Regions from separate parts of the Sus scrofa genome. Here region 2 is linked to region 1. Evidence: chromatin contacts called from public Hi-C data. All regions are on one chromosome and are shown on one strand. The core of a region is the stretch at or near the end of the contact, and the rest is flanking DNA. Distances in the headings are between cores, read along the strand shown. Region 1 holds the start of GCKR (glucokinase regulatory protein). Region 2 holds the start of SNX17 (sorting nexin-17).

Region 1 (7,680 bases), core at 1,824-4,323:
TAAGGTACACAGGGGTGTCCCCTTCACCTTCATGTCGGCTGGTTTGGTGGAGAATTTATCCCTCCGCTCCCCGTGTTCGTCATACAGCAACACCACTCGGTCCACTGTGCAGACAGCAAATTTGGCATTGTTGTGGGACCATGCCATGCAGGTGACCTTTGCAGCTCCATCCTGCAGAGGCAAAGGGGGCAAAAATAAACCCGGGTGCTGGTCTAGAATGCCAAACGCATTCCTGGCTCCATCACTTCCAGTGTGACTTTGGTGCATTTTCCTTCTATCATAGTCCTTAAACAAAGAGAAGCTCATGATCCATCCAGGTCTCCGAGGCCACAGAGCCCTGGATGGTGAGAACAAAGTGCTTCTAGAGACTCATAAGGCAAATGCACTAAGAGGTGACGCGGCAAATCAACTGTACTGATGTGTCCCCACAGCGGCCTTCTCATTCCCTCATATCCCAGGTCTGCAGCTGAAATAAATGCAATTGGTCTGATAAGTTTTGGTCTTTAGCCATTTGCTCAATTAATGTTTTCTGAGTATCTTATTGAGAAAGGCACTTGGCCATGGGCTGAGAGAGAGACAAAAGGCAAGACATGGTCCCTGCTCAAGGATCTCATAAGATGGTACAAAACCAGGAAGAGTCCCATGGGACAGGCGCTTGTAATAGTTGGTAAAAGCCTGAGATAATTTTCTGTCTAAATGATCGACATTAAGCTTTGAAGAGTAGAGTCAGTTGGGTAGGGAAATGATGCGAGGGAGAAGGAATGGCATGAGCAATGGGAAGTTCTGGTCAGTAAAAATTTAATTTAGCTGAAACTATCTTATAAATAGCAGAACGGAGGATGTAAAGCAGGAAAACAGACTAAGGCCAGTTCAGGAAGGGTCTTCAAAGCTAGGCTAAGGAGTCTGGGCTTATTTGGTAGGAAAAGGACAGACAATGAAAGTTCTGGAAGGGGGAGTGAAATAACCAGAGTTGTGACTGAGGATAAATGATGCCACTTTGGTTTTCTGTTTGTTGGTTGGTTTTCCTTAACAATCCACTTCACAGAAGCCCAAGTTAGAATCGATCAACTCCTGGTGAATTATTCTGGCCATGTATGTCCCTTTTACCACCAGCCCCAGTTATCTATGGTTCTGCACTAAGGATTTCCCTCCTTGAAATAAAAAATTTAGTTTCTGCTCCAATTGTTTGATGAATTATTTGAGCTTGAGAGACCCAGCTTAACACATTGCTACTTTTTACTCCAAACCTACCCACCTCCAAAGTCAGTGGTAAAAACACCTTTTTTTTTTCATCAAAATCCTCAAACCAGAGTCAGAAAATAGCCACACCACCCCCTTTAGCCCCCTTCAACTCTTGACTAAATCATGTTGGGAGGGTTGAGAGCTCCTCAGGGATTGTTGCTGATTAACTTCTTATAACATGTTGCCCAATCCTGGGCACTCAGCCCTTTCCTGCATCATGACATCATCTTATCCTGAAAGACTGAAGGAAGATTTCACTTCCAATTATTCCATTAGGGTAAAGGAATTTTAAAAATACAGATTCAGGGAACAGTTTACAGAGCAATGAGCGCACCTCTCTTGTATTCTAATTTCCTTCTTTTCTCCTAATGCCACGTCCTCTGTGAAGCCTTTCCGTTTCCCATAATCAATCAATTCTTCCTTCTCTACAAAGGGACCTCACAGGACTGTTGTGAGGATTAAATGAGGTAGGGATCAGAAAAATAGCTAACAAGCACCACAGACTAAGCACTCTGCTAAATGCTTGATATGCATTATCTTATTTTATTTCATAACCAAGTAGATGCTGTTACGATGCATCTTTTACAGATGGAGAAACTAAGGCATGGCAAGGTTAAGTAATTTGCTCAAGTTTACAACCACAGTTTAAGTGGCAGAACCAAGATTTAAATCCATGTGTGTCTGAATCCATAATCCACAATCCTAACTTCTTTATTTATGTTGCTCTGGTACATGTTAAACATTCAGTTATGACAGATATTCTTAGCTTTCATTTTGTCCTTTGAAGTGTGAACGTCCTTCTCTCTTGTCTATCAGTTTTCATGCTGCTTTTCTGTCTACAATGTTCTCTTGCGTGTACTATTTCCTTTAACTGTTTCCCCTAATCCCTTAAAGCTGAGATTATCATTATTCCTGTTTTCCAAGTGTATAGATCCAAGACTGGGTGAGTGCTCGGAGAGATGGCTAAAATCAGGACCATCAAGACACTTACTAAAGTAGGATTCGAATTCTGGTTTCCTAACCGCAAAACTCAACCCCTTTCTTCATTAAGTTCTAAGGTTCCTCCCCCAGGGCCCAGCTTCTTCTGAGTATGAGATCTTCAGCATCAGAACGAACGGTGGCCGTCTGCCCTCCTTTAAGTGGGGCTTGCACCTAAAGTGCTTATTTAAGGCGGTGTAGATTTATGTTCGTTGTTCACATGTGCGCCTCTCCCTCTAGTATGAGCCTCTTGCAGGCAGAGGCAACAATTGATGTAGCTCTGGATCCCTAAAGCCCCAGCACAGGACCTGGTACACAACTGATTCGTTAAATGGAACGAAATGAAAGCTACGATGGTCAGTGGTCCATCTCGCCTACTCCATCCTCCATCGACGGAGCAGAGTCCGTAGCACCGCTATGGCTTTTGGTCTTCTGCACACAGTAGGCGCTCAACGTTTTTAAACTTCAGTCCCTCACTTTTCTTGGGACATTAAGGAGGGCGGGGGAGGGAAGAGGCACGCGACTCCTCACCTGAGGGCTCAGCAGGGTCCTCAGGTGCTTCAACTGCATGACGAACACCTGCCTCTCAGATGCGGACAGACGGCGACAACTCCCGTGGTTACCTGGACAACCCGCCACGCAGCCGCAGCGGCAGCCGCTGACGCAGAAGCGACCAGCGCGCCAGGCGCGCGTCGCAAGGTCACCACGTAGATTTGCCGCGAAGCAAACAGAACGTGCGCAGGCGCAATGAGATCGAGGGCGGGACGCCCGAGAGGGCTGGAGGAATGCTCTCCCCGACCAATGCCGTGGTGGCGTGCAAACGCAAACTCAAGCCACGCCCACGAGCCTTCCGCAAACTCCGGCGTCGTACGTAATCGTGGGCGCTCTTGCTCTTTGATGTACGTAAGCGTGGCTGAGTGCGTTCTTTTAATCCTCGCAAACCTGGAGGAAAGCTGGGGCAGTTGGTGTGACAGGCGTTTGCCAGTGGACACGCTTGAACACCAGTACGTTATGTAACTTGCACGGGCTCACAAGACTGATGATGATAGGTAACACGGACTACTCAGTGTGTGTCTGCCAGGTACTGTGCAAAGTGCTGTGCTCACAGTATCTCATTTAATCTCAGAGCCACCTTTGGAAGGGAAGAGCGTTATCAGTCCCATTTTACAGGATCAGAGGGGTCACTTGCCTAAGCTAACACAGTGTGAAAAAGACGGAACTGGATTCAACCCGGAGCTGGAGTATTTAAGCACCCTTGATATTCCTATTCAATTTCTAGTTCCCTGTCTTTATGCCATGCTACTGTACCCCGTGACACTCCCTTCCCCAGAAATGATGATGTGCCCAGAGCCTGACAGGTGAGTGCTTTGGAACCAGTGGCCAGAGAGAGGTAAGGTCCCCAACTTCTGAACTGGGAAACTGGGTTAGAGACTGCTGCTTAGATCAGGATGCTTTTATGGTTCAGGGCAGAGGGCAGAGCATAGCTTCGAGTACCTGATAGGTTCAGTCTTGTGATAAGGGGTCGGAGTTTGGTTTAGTACAAAAGATACTGACTTCTTGATCTTTGTTTGGATCGGGGTCCCTTTCAGAATTGTTGGTCTAACTTCTTGTAACATAACAGAGAGATCGAGATGCAGAAAAGGAGAGATTCAGACGCCTCCTCTGGGAGGAACATACGTTGAGAACAGTGTTACCTTCCAGACAGTGCAGCATCTGCTGTCCAGATGGATTCTGGGTTCTGAAGCCTTTCCCCCATAGTGGTTGCAGATGTCAACAGGTATTTCTTTTTCACTGACACAAACCCCTCTTGGAACTTAGGAAAAAGTAGGGGACAGGCCCTATTTTCACAGGACACAAGTAGGCCCCAGAGCCCAAATTATAATTCTTTTGACAGGAGAGGTCCAACCCCAGTTTTATTTCCAGAATCCTCTTCTGGATATAGTGGCAGAGAGTGAATAGGAACTCATTTATACTTTACAATTATTATTGACTTTGACCAAATGAACAGAAAGACAGACAGAGAGACAAAAGGGAAAGCAAGGGCAGGGAAGAATAGGCACAGAAATGCACAGGAGAGGAACACTTGGCACCCAGGGATCCATTAGTATAGCTGCTCTTTCATTTGTCCCAAGACACACCGTTCAGTCCTTTTCTGAAAATTAGCTCAGGGGTGATGGAATTCATGGTGAGGAATGGGCTGCGGATGTGGACACTGAAAAAGGCTTCTGGGCCTCTCAGGTGACATGACCCTAGTTTCCAGTGGAGCAAGGAGAATTTGTGTCCTCTTTTTCTTCCTTCTCCCCCTTCCCCCCCAACAAAGCAAAATGGACTAGGGCTCTAGTTTTCTATGCCCCTCTCCACCCATGCAAGGCTGGAGAATCAAAGCCACCACCTTAAAATAAGAGTCTTTTCCTGTCGAGCTGGTGGTGATGGTGTGAGGGGCCTCTGTAGTCAGGGGAGACACAGTGGAGAAATATCTTCAGCATACTATTCAGTATACCATACAGTCAGCTCCGGTTTGTCCAAGAACCTTTATTGGAAAAATGTCCAAGGAGTGAGATCCCCAGCAGCCGGAGGGACTGCCAGGTGAGAGGGGGAGCACCTGAGGCTCCATGGAAGACATTGGAGTAGTGCAGTGCAGCGTCTGCCTCCAGGCCCAGACAGTGCCTTTGATTTGCTGGGGGAGGGGGAGTACGCCCAGAAACACTCCCCTCTGGGACCTGGAGGCAAGATGTGGGGGCAGCTGGGGAGGCAAGTGAAATGGGGGCCCCTTTGGGGACCTGATGGGACAGGGTTGAACCAGTGACTCTCCCCCGGACCTGGGGGATGGAAGGACACATCCCGTCTGATCTCCACTCCCCAGGTCCAGGGACACCGACCCTATCAGACCTACCTTCTGGCCCTGCTCACAGTGGAAAGAGGATGGAGACCAGCCTGAGATGGTGGGAGTGTCATTACCCTCTGGGAGACTGTGGGATCCTTCAGTCTTGGGCAGCTCACCATCTTGGCCTCTCCCTGACCCCATCCCCATCCCCAGGTTGTGAGTGCATCTGTCTTCTGGTTCTGTTTCTTCACTCAGACGTCGATGGTGTTGATGGACGGTGACTTTTTCTGGAAAAGAAGGTGGTTTGAGTCTCTAATTTCAGGCAGGTGACGGCTTCCTCCACCCCGCATTTCCATTGTCCCTCGCCTCCTGCCCCTCTGAGGCCTCCTCCCTTCCCCTCACTGCTCCTAGAGGCAAAACTGCCCCTCCTTCCCTCCCCAGCCCCTCATCACCTGTCTTGTCCCCACCGGCCTTCCCTGAGGACTCTGTTCCGGCCCCTTCCCCTTCTCCTTGGGGTTGTTGTTGGAGTCATTGTCTTTGATGATGTCATACTGACGGCAGAATAGTCCAATTACAGCTGAAACACAACAACACAGTCTGAGCCTTGATCCTGACCTCTCAGAGGGCAGGGAGATACCCACACAATTTCTAGAAAATCCGAGAAGGAAATCTTTGGATTCCTGGTGCCCGTGCCCAAGCACTACCCTCTTCATCCTCTTCTCTGGGCGCCCAAGAGCCTTCTCTCCCTTTCTTCAAACCTTCCCTGCTCATCCCCTTCAACTAAACATCTCCCCCTGCCATAGTTCTCACCTGCTTCTCTCCTGACAACCATTACCAACTCCCACCTTCCCTGAACCCCACACAATCCCTGGTCCCCCGTCGAGCTGCTTACTCACTCACCAGCCCACATGAGCAAAACCACCACAATAATGACCACCTCCCCCGTCTGCAGTGGTCGCTCTCCGTCCAGACCCTCCACCGTGATGTCCCCTGAGAAGGAAAGACACAGACCCCAGGTTATGGGGAGCAGCTAGGGAGCTACGTCTTGTGCAGACAGTTCAGGATGGAGATGCTGGCGATAAGAGTCAGGGCAGACACATCACAGCGTTGCCACTGGTAGCCCCTCTCTGGGAAGCTGTCGGTGGACAAGTGGTTAGAGAACGAAAAGCAGGAGGGCCGCAGATCGGGTACTCATGCAGGCTGCAGCCGCTATGAACCGAGGTTAGGAAAAAGGACGCTTGAAAGCCCTTCCCCCAGACAGTTGATTACCAGCCTATCTATACCCGGTCCCCTGCCAACCTGCTTTCCTTCCTCTCCTGGCAGGGCCATGAATTAAATCATCCTCCGTTCATCTAAGCTAGACTCTGCTTGCTTTGGGGACGTAAACAAGAGGCCAGAGAGCAAGTAAATAGCTAGAGAATCCAAAGCTTTAGGGAGTGAGGAATAGCTGAGACCCTCACCTGGGCTGGAGCTGTTTGAGGGTAGCCGGTCAGAACCCTTGAGAGTTCGGAAGTGCACCCGGGGCCCTGGGGGGCTTTCTCCCCGAAGGCCAATGCTCCTGACCTGCACTGTGTAGTCACTGTCTTCAGCCAGGCCCCAGAGGGCACAGGCCCGAGTGGTGGTGTTCACCTCCCGGATCACACGTTGCCCGGGGCCATTCTGCCGCTGCGGGGAGATGATGAGAGAGGACAGCCTTACCCTGGCCCCCAGCCACAAGGCTTAACCCAGGGCTCTTGGACATCCAAGCGCTCCAAGGGAGCAGGGCGAAAAGGGCAGCTTGAGCCAGGGCTCCCCAGCTCCGGGATTCTCCCAAGGCTTGGGGGGCATTGGGGGGAGGTGGTTAACAGGAGGAATGTTCAGAGATCCAAGGACGCAGGTTCGGGGAGCAGGAGGGTGATTCATACTTGCTGGGAAATGGAGTAGCCAATGACGATGTTGCCTTCTGGGACGTCCCAGGACACAGTGGCCGAGTTGGCTCTGAGGTGAGTGACTGTCACATTCACAGGAGAAGGGGGCCGGTCTGTGGGTGCCAGGGTGTTAACAGGTTAACAGTTTCCGCCCACAAACTAGGTCTGGTTAATCCCCACCCTCTCCCACTTGACTCACCTGCTCGCACAAAGCCCAGGTCACAACTGACCCGCAGGAGAACCGTGGGGCTTAGATATGGGGAGAGGGGCATTAGCGAAGCCATGGTCCCCACCGAGTCCGCTGGGAGGCACTGGGGCATCAGTTTGACATCCAGGCGGGGCTCCTGGACGTGGGAAGAGTGATGGTTTGGGCGGGGGGGGGGGGGTCAAGGACTGGCCAGAATGCACGGGTGGGCAGCAGCTCACCCGGGCTCCCCTCCGCCCACAGCAGCTCCAGAGCCCCGCTTCCCCCCAGGCCTTCCCCACCCCCGCAACACCCCGGGCTCCCCCAGTGCGCGGCCCGCTCTGCCCACACCCACCTCCGCCGGTCCTCGCGGTCGGTCAGGCCTCGGGGGGCTGCTCGGTGCCCAGAGGGCGGCCCATCGCCCGACTCCGTGGCGCTGCCCCTACCCCATCCCGGCGCCGGGCCGGCTAGGCGGGCAGCGCGGGACTGAGCTGCGGGCAGAGGGCGGAGGGGTAGTGGGCGCGGGCCGCGGGGCTGCGGAGCCC
Region 2 (7,680 bases), core at 1,962-4,461, 98 kb before region 1:
ACACCCGTGATCTCCTTGTTCAGAAACTTGATGGCGTTGTACATGCTCGCTGACAGGGGGCGGCACTGAGTCAGGAAGCTACAACGACAACACCGGACATCGGTGCAACTCTTCACAACTCACAAAGCTTTTGCATTTAAAGACACTTTTTTTTAAAAAAAGATGGGAAACCAAAAATGACCATAGAGGCAGAGAAGCAAAGAAAAAAGGGTCCCCTGAAAAGGACTGATCAAGGTGGGGGATGGGAGTGGACAGGCAGGGGCTGTCCTTACCTGAAGTAGGGCTTTAGTTTATTCACCAGGTCCCTTGAGAGTTCTTCATTGGGTGGTGTCGTGTAGTCCTGAATCACCTAGAGTGTACACAAGGTGCAAATGCCCGCTGACAAAAGTCTCTGAAAGGGGGACAGGGTAAAAAGCTTCTCTGACAAGTCTTCACGGGTGGAGTCATTCCCCGCTCTCCCAGAGATCGTGGGGGTGACAGACGCTGAGGGAATGTTGGGGAAGGTGAGGCTGGCTCCTAAGAGGGAAGAGGATAGGACGTACCTGCTGCAAGGCACGAAGCAGGGCGATGCACCGGGCGTTGGAGCCGCTGATCAGGCCCTGGGAGTACTGCAGGCCGAGCCGCACCATGGCTGGGTGGATCACAGAGGATGGGATGCTGATGGGATGGCGGTGTCACACACTTTGCAAGGGAACTTGAGCACCTGCTGCCCACCTGCCCCTGATGAAAAGGAACCTCCTACCCTAGCACAGGCAACCCCACTGCTCTAGCCTTGTGCCCTGTGTTCATGCCTCTTCCCACAGATCCAACCTCGAGTTTCCCTCGCTTTCAAAACAGGATGTCTAAAACTTCTCAGACTTAAAAGCTCATCGGACAACTTCATCATAAGATCCTACCTCATAAACTGGGTCAGAGAGTTGTGTCTGCTGTACTGGGGTAGGTGGGAGAAGAGACTGACTTTGGAGCCATAATCCTTTCGTGTTGGAACCTGGACAAAACAGAAGAACAGGACCAAGAGCCTGGAGTTTAAAACTATGGGATGATGCTGGGAGGGAAGGAGACAGCGAGCCCACTTTGACCCAAATACCCAGCCTTTCCCAGGGTCTCCCTTTGCCCTGAGCAACTTTCCTCCCTCCCTAGGCTCTTTCTGGCCACACACCTAACCCACTCCCTACCTGCTGTCGCTCGGGCCGTTTAACAAGCCTTCTCAGAAGTGTGGGTTCATCAACCTGGGTGTGCTCAGGTAGCCGCTTCACTCCTAGAAGAAAACAGACGTGTTTTCAAGACACTAGCTCATGATGAGAAATTTGCTTTCAGGGTTATAAGGGACATCAAAAAAATTTGAGGTGGAGGAGAAAAGAGTAGAAGAAACAGGGGGAGTTCTGGTCATGGCTCAGCGGTAACAAAACCAACTAGCATCCATAAGGACACGGGTTTGATCCCCGGCCTTGCTCAGTGGGTTAAGGATCCGGCACAGCCGTGAGCTGTGGTATAGGTGCAGACACAGCTCAGATCTGGTGTTGCTGTGGCTGTGGCGTAGGCCAGCAGCTACAGCTCCGATTCGACCCCTAGCCTGGGAACCTCCATATGCTGCAGGTGTGGCCCTAAAAAGACAAAGTAAAAATAAAAATAAACAGGGGGAGGACAAGGTTGGGGAGAGAACTGGGAACCAAGGCGAAGAATGGGAGAGAAGAGCTGCTTTTCAGTGGGGAAGCCCTAGCTAACTCAGGAATGGAGAGCCAACAGAGGTCTTGAAACGATGGGAAAATACCTGAGGGGTTTCTCCAGCTGTGCTGGGGCAGGACTGAGGAGGGGGCCCTCCTTGTTCCCCTTTTCTTGCCTGCTTCAGGGCCCGCTCAGCCTCTTGCTTCGCTCGCCGTTCAGCTCGAAGTTCAGCTTTACTCCGACCTGCTGGAATTTTCTCCTTGGCAGTGCCCAACTGACTGTCCGGTCCTGGCAGGTCTTTGGTCGGGCCTACTAAGGGTAGATGGAAGAGGTGCCCAAGCTCCAGGCAGGTACTATCTATGCCCCAACCAAAGCTTCTTTTCTGTTTATCTAAACTTTGTCTCTCTTCACTTGTTCCAACCAACTTTGTCCTGTCTCCCCTTCTTCTCTCCCGCCACATCCCTTTACCAGCTCCACAGCCCAGCCCTTTAAAAAAGCCCCCGCACCTTGACATTGGGCTGCAGACACAGCAGAGCCAGTTTCTGGTTCTGTCCCCTTTTCCTCCTTCCGTTTCTTCTTTTGCTGTTTCTTTTCTTTCCGAAGCTGCAGCTTTTCTTCTTGGGTCATCTCCCTCCCCCCTGCCTAAGACACAGACATAAATACTGCTTTTTCCCAACCATTTCAAAAAACGAATAAACACTACAGGATTCCCAAAAGGTCCCTAATGCTCCTTAACTCTTACCAGCTACCTGTTACAAGCTAACAGCCCACAGGGATGGAAGCCTTTCCCCCAGGATCGCAGTCACATTACCAATAAGGCTTATAAGTTGACACTGCCTCCTGCGTAGCGCTTGACAGGCGGCTTGGGAGGGCACCCTCACTTACCCCTGGCCGAGAAGCAAGCTCCGCCTTCATCCCAGATCCCGAGTCTGCATCAGAAAACAGGGCACAAAGTGAATCAGAGAGGTTCCGGAAGGGTTTAGAGGGGCTCGTACTCGACGCAGCTGGCTGCTGGGTCCGCATGACCACGGCTCCTCCACCAGGCGGGAGGTGAGCCAGGGATCCGCGTGGGGACGCAGTGCGCAGCAGGATCAAAGGCGGCGGGGGGAGGAGAGAGCACGCACCCTTCCCGCAGGAACAGGCCGACGCGCAGGGCGGAGTGCGTCCGAGACACCGCGGACCAGATTCCCGCGCGGTGCCGGAACCGAACGACAGGGCCGAGAGGGGCTCGGGGCCCAGCCGTAGCCTCCCAGGGCCTGGCGGCTCGCGTACCTGTTTGTGCGGCCGCCCCTTCACTCACCCTCGCGAACAGCCACAGCCACAGCAGCCATCACCCGTCCTAGGCTCCGCCCGCTGCAGTCACAGGGACCAGAGCGCCCCCAAGGCCGACAGCTGCGGAGCGCAGCTCCCCCACCCAGAGGACTACAAGCCCCGACGTGCTCTGCGGCTCCGCCCGGGCTATGGGTCGCGATAAGGGCCCAGTCAAACCTGGGTTCCCAATCCCGGCAGTAGGCTCTTGCCCTTTAGACTACAGTTCCCAGGATTCCCCGGGAAGCTGCGCCCCAGAGCGGACGTCTCCAGTCCTTCCCTCCTCGGATCTCAACGGCCGCCCCCCCCGCCCAAAAATGGCGAGCGAAGCTTCGGGGACGCGCTGAGTAGCGGAGGCGAGCGTGCAAAGCCACTGCGGCCCTCACAGTTCGGAGCCCGGCCGGGCCCTGCCGCAGGGAACATGCACTTTTCCATTCCTGAAACCGAGTCCCGCAGCGGGGACAGCGGCGGCTCCGCCTACGTGGTGAGGAGCGGCCGGAGCCCGGCCGGGCAGGGGCGGGGATAACGGGCCGGAGCCCTCCGAGCGGCCTCCGAGGTCTGGCCGCCGCCTTTCGGGCCTGGTCACTGGCCGCCAACTCCCGATGGCCTCGCTGGGAGCTTATATTACGTCTCAGATTCGTCCAGAGGTCTCCCCAGCTCCTGTAGGTCCTTTGTTCCGCCGCGTCACCTCCCTCGACTGGGCCGCGGCTACTCTGGTGGGCGTCACTGGCCTCTTGGGGAGGAAGACTCCAGCCCGAGCGCCCGGGTTTCCCCGGGACCGGTCCTTCTGCTTTGGGACCTGGCTCCGGGGCAAACAGACTGGCAACCTTCGGAAGATCTCGGCGCCTTAATCAGGCAGAGCTGTGCCAGGCAACTTCCGGCCAGGGTTCTCAAGGGGGTCGCCCAGACCGCGACCTTAAAATGCTTGCCTGTTTTTGTGTCCTCAGGCCTATAACATTCACGTGAATGGAGTCCTGCACTGTCGAGTGCGCTACAGTCAGCTCCTGGGGCTGCACGAGCAGGTGGGACTAGCACTCCTGCCTTGAGGCAGCTTCAAGCCCTTTCCTACACCTGGGCATCAGTGTCTCCATTTTCCCCCTCGTCGCTTTCCCGGGGGCTGTAGTTCCCTTTTACTCACTACCATAATCACTGCCATGTTGGATCTGGTGCTTTATCTTACCATCGTCTGACATTTCCAGGGGACTCCCCACGAATCTGCGCCTCTAACTGCGCCTCCCTGTACTAACATCCTCCTTCCTGCTTCTTGGTCCCCTCCTTACACAGCCTGTACACTGCCTTTGTCCGTGCATGGAGAAACCGACGACCCTTCCCCGCTCCACTGCCAAAGCACTTTCCCTCTGTCATCTGAGCTGCCACTTGAAACTCTCTTCCCTGCTCATACAAACCATTCACCAGTTTCCTTCTGTGTTCCTTGACTCACCTGAGTGGGTGTAGCTGTTCCAGTTATCCGTATGTGTCGATGATGTAATGTTTCTCCGTTCTCCACACCAAATTGTGAGCTCTGTATTTAACTCAGTACAGCGTCCTGGTTCTATTCATAACTGGTTGTGCAGCCCTAAGCAAGTTACCTGATTTCTTTGGGCCTCGGCTTTCACACCTGAAAAATGGATTTGTTGATCTGCAAAGTCCCTCTCAGTCCTAAGACACGTCGCGAACATACTTAGCCATTACTTGTTTGTGCACACAAACCTTTCTTACAAAGCCCTTTGCTTCCTGTGAGGGTTCAGTGAACACAGCCTTGCTAGATCATCAAGGTGCTCCCAAAACCCAGGCCCTTTACAAACTCTCCCCGTATTGTGAAGAGGCTGACTTCTACACAGTAAGATCGGAAAGAACCTGTATCTAGGACAGCGCTCCCTTGGGATGCTGCCTCTGCCAAAGGGCTCATTTCCTGGATGACCAGGGGACACAGGGGAGCAGGAACTGAGGCAGGGGAAGGAAAGCCCAGGAGGACATTATGAGTGTGTGTTGCCTCTTCTCTTTTGCTGTGTTTGTGTGAAGAATTGTATCTCTTTCTCCAAATAGCTTCGGAAGGAATATGGGGCCAATGTGCTTCCTGCATTCCCCCCAAAGAAGCTTTTCTCTCTGACCCCTGCTGAGGTAGAACAGAGAAGAGAGCAGTTAGAGAAGTACATGCAAGCCGGTGAGTGGTTGGAGGGAACTTTAGGCTGACTCTGTTGAGGACTCCAGGGAGAGACTCAAAGCAGCTGGTTCTGTAGAAGGTTCTGAAGTAGTTTCTAGATCTGGGAGGCCTCTTGTTTGATGTATTGTTTAATTACCAAAAGTAAATAGTTGGAGTTCCCGTAGTGGCTCAGCGGGTTACAATCCCAACTAGTAGCCATGAGGATGTGAATTCGATCCCTGGACCCACTCAGTGGGTTAAGGATCCAGTTTTGCCGTGAGCCGTGGTGTAGGTCACAGATGTGGCTCGGATCCCGAGTTGCTGTGGCTGTGGTATAGGCTGGCAGCTGCAGCTCTGCTTCGACCCCTAGCTGGGGAACTTCCATATGCTGCAGGTGTGGCTCTAAAAAGACAAAGTAAATAGCATCCAAGTGTTCTCTAGGTATCAGCAAAATAATTTGTATATACACATACATATATATATATTTTTTTTCTTGTCTTTTGAGGGCCGGACTCAATGGCATATGGAGGTTCCCAGGCTAGGGGTCGAATCGGAGCTGCACCTGTCAGCCTACGCCACAGCCATGCCAGATCCAAGCCACGTCTGTGACCTACACTACAGTTCACAGCGAGGACAGGGATCGAACCCGCAACCTCGTGGCTCCTAATTGGATCCGTTCCTGCTGCGCCACGACGGGAACTCCAAGAAACACTGATATGATATGCAGTAGTGTTAGAGTAATTTAGATCTGTGGGGAGAACTTAATTTGTATCTGATGTGCTTTAGATTAACATTGTTACTTCCCTGGTTCTATAGCTTGGACTCAACTAGATGGTAGCCAGGGGTGGGGCAGGTGAAGAATTTATGCAAACAGTGAGAGTGAGGCCGGCTGGGAGATGTGACTGTCCACCATCAGCCCAGGAAATGGGGTCTGGGGGACCTATCAAGAAGAGAACTGGACAGCAGGGACAAGAGGGAATCCTAAGGTGGTAGAACATCATTCTCGTGTCCCCCACAGTGCGGCAAGACCCATTGCTTGGGAGCAGTGAGACCTTCAATAGTTTCCTGCGTCGAGCACAACAGGTAAGGCTTTGGATGGGGCCAAGATTTAAAGGAAAGACCCACGTTGGTTTAATGAGGTGGCTACAGAGGAGTCGTCCTGGCAGCTTTATGGAATGGGGCTTCTGTTGAGCCACCGAAATCAAGGAAACCCAGCCTGTAATTAAGCCGCTAAGAATAAAGGCATCAGGAGTTCCCATCGTGGCGCAGTGGTTAATGAATCCGACTAGGAACCATGAGGTTGCAGGTTCGATCCCTGGCCTTGCTCAGTGGGTTGACGATCCAGTGTTGCCGTGAGCTGTGGTCACGGGCTTGGATCTGAGACGCGGGCTTGGATCCCGCGTTGCTGTGGCTGTGGCGTGGGCCGGTGGCTACAGCTCCGATTCGACCCCTAGCCTGGGAACCTCCATATGCCGCGGAAGCGGCCCAAAGAAATAGCAAAAAGACAGAAAAAAGAATAAAGGCATCAGAGGGACCTAGAAATAGACAGTTGGGAAGAGGTCAGAGCTGGACACTGAGCATGTTGTTAACAAGAATGTGCCTCCCGTTCCCACGTATGTTCACAACCAGGAGACACAGCAGGTACCCACAGAAGAGGTCTCCTTGGAAGTGCTACTCAGCAACGGGCAGAAAGTTCTGGTCAACGTGCTAACTTCAGATCAAACTGAGGATGTCCTGGAGGTGAGGCACTGCCCCTCCTCCCCCTGCACCCCAGGTTCCCAGGCTCGGGGTGATTGCAACCACCCAGGATGATGCGCTGTACTCCCTTCCCTGTCCTCAGGCTGTGGCTGCAAAGCTGGATCTTCCAGATGACTTGATCGGATACTTCAGTCTCTTTCTGGTTCGAGAAAAAGAGGATGGAGCCTTTTCATGTGAGTTTCTCTGGACTTTCTGCTTCCTTCTGTTTCCAGTAGTGAATTTGCCTCCTTGTCTCCCCCAAGATGGTGGCATTTTTCTCAGGGCCTCTTTCCCTCAAGTCTAAGGACATTTTCCTTTTTCTTTCTTTCTGTTTTTTAAACTCATAGTTGTACGGAAGTTGCAAGAGTTTGAGCTGCCTTATGTGTCTGTTACCAGTCTTCGAAGTCAAGAGTATAAGATTGTGCTAAGGAAGAGGTCAGGACTGGGCTTGGAGGAGGGAGAGGGTGCTGGATTGGCTTATGGGGCCACGTACTGAGACAGAATCATCTGGACAAGGGGGCAGTGCTGGGTGTTTGTACCAGGCCTCCGGAGCTTCCTCCGCTCTGTCACCATTAGCCCAGCAGTTCCAGAATGCTCCTGTTGTGCCCCTTTTCCATTCTACCTCCTGCCTTCCCCCAACTTAGCCCCATTACCCGCTTTCCACCCCTTGGCCTCACAGTTATTGGGACTCTGCCTATGATGACGATGTCATGGAGAACCGGGTTGGCCTGAACCTGCTTTATGCTCAGGTGAGCTTGGAGCTGCCTCAGAACCCTTCCCCTGAAAATGACTCTGGTGACCCCCTCTGCCAAGAAAATCCCTTGTGC

Evidence for each region. A called contact is a pair of places that touch in the nucleus more often than the background predicts.
Region 2: a Hi-C map of skeletal muscle shows a contact between it and region 1, with 7 times the contacts expected there. The contact joins the promoter of SNX17 here to the promoter of GCKR in region 1. A contact is called at or near these places in 6 of 47 Hi-C or Micro-C datasets (epiblast stem cells, heart right ventricle, liver and 1 more) and 2 of 2 datasets of contacts at active chromatin or transcription factors (alveolar macrophages and skeletal muscle).

What each region holds. Positions count from the first base shown.
Region 1 is chr3:111,678,932-111,686,611 of Sscrofa11.1, reverse strand. It overlaps GCKR (glucokinase regulatory protein), which reads left to right and starts at 3,073. Exons shown (of 20, transcript XM_021087679.1): 1 at 3,073-3,224; 2 at 3,500-3,578. FNDC4 (fibronectin type III domain-containing protein 4) reads right to left here. Exons shown (of 7, transcript XM_003481268.4): 1 at 7,491-7,680; 2 at 7,151-7,295; 3 at 6,949-7,064; 4 at 6,505-6,709; 5 at 5,945-6,034; 6 at 5,497-5,621; 7 at 4,116-5,331. The coding sequence starts at 7,271. The coding sequence ends at 5,296. It overlaps IFT172 (intraflagellar transport protein 172 homolog), which reads right to left and starts at 2,938. Exons shown (of 50, transcript XM_003354889.4): 1 at 2,752-2,938; 2 at 28-171. The coding sequence starts at 2,790.
Region 2 is chr3:111,777,076-111,784,755 of Sscrofa11.1, reverse strand. SNX17 (sorting nexin-17) reads left to right here and starts at 3,211. Exons shown (of 16, transcript XM_021087689.1): 1 at 3,211-3,457; 2 at 3,921-3,995; 3 at 5,020-5,137; 4 at 6,135-6,199; 5 at 6,746-6,856; 6 at 6,957-7,047; 7 at 7,201-7,288; 8 at 7,533-7,602. The coding sequence starts at 3,395. It overlaps EIF2B4 (a long non-coding RNA gene), which reads right to left and starts at 3,095. Exons shown (of 13, transcript XR_002342807.1): 1 at 2,966-3,095; 2 at 2,551-2,594; 3 at 2,172-2,307; 4 at 1,773-1,977; 5 at 1,176-1,260; 6 at 897-988; 7 at 543-657; 8 at 273-349; 9 at 1-78.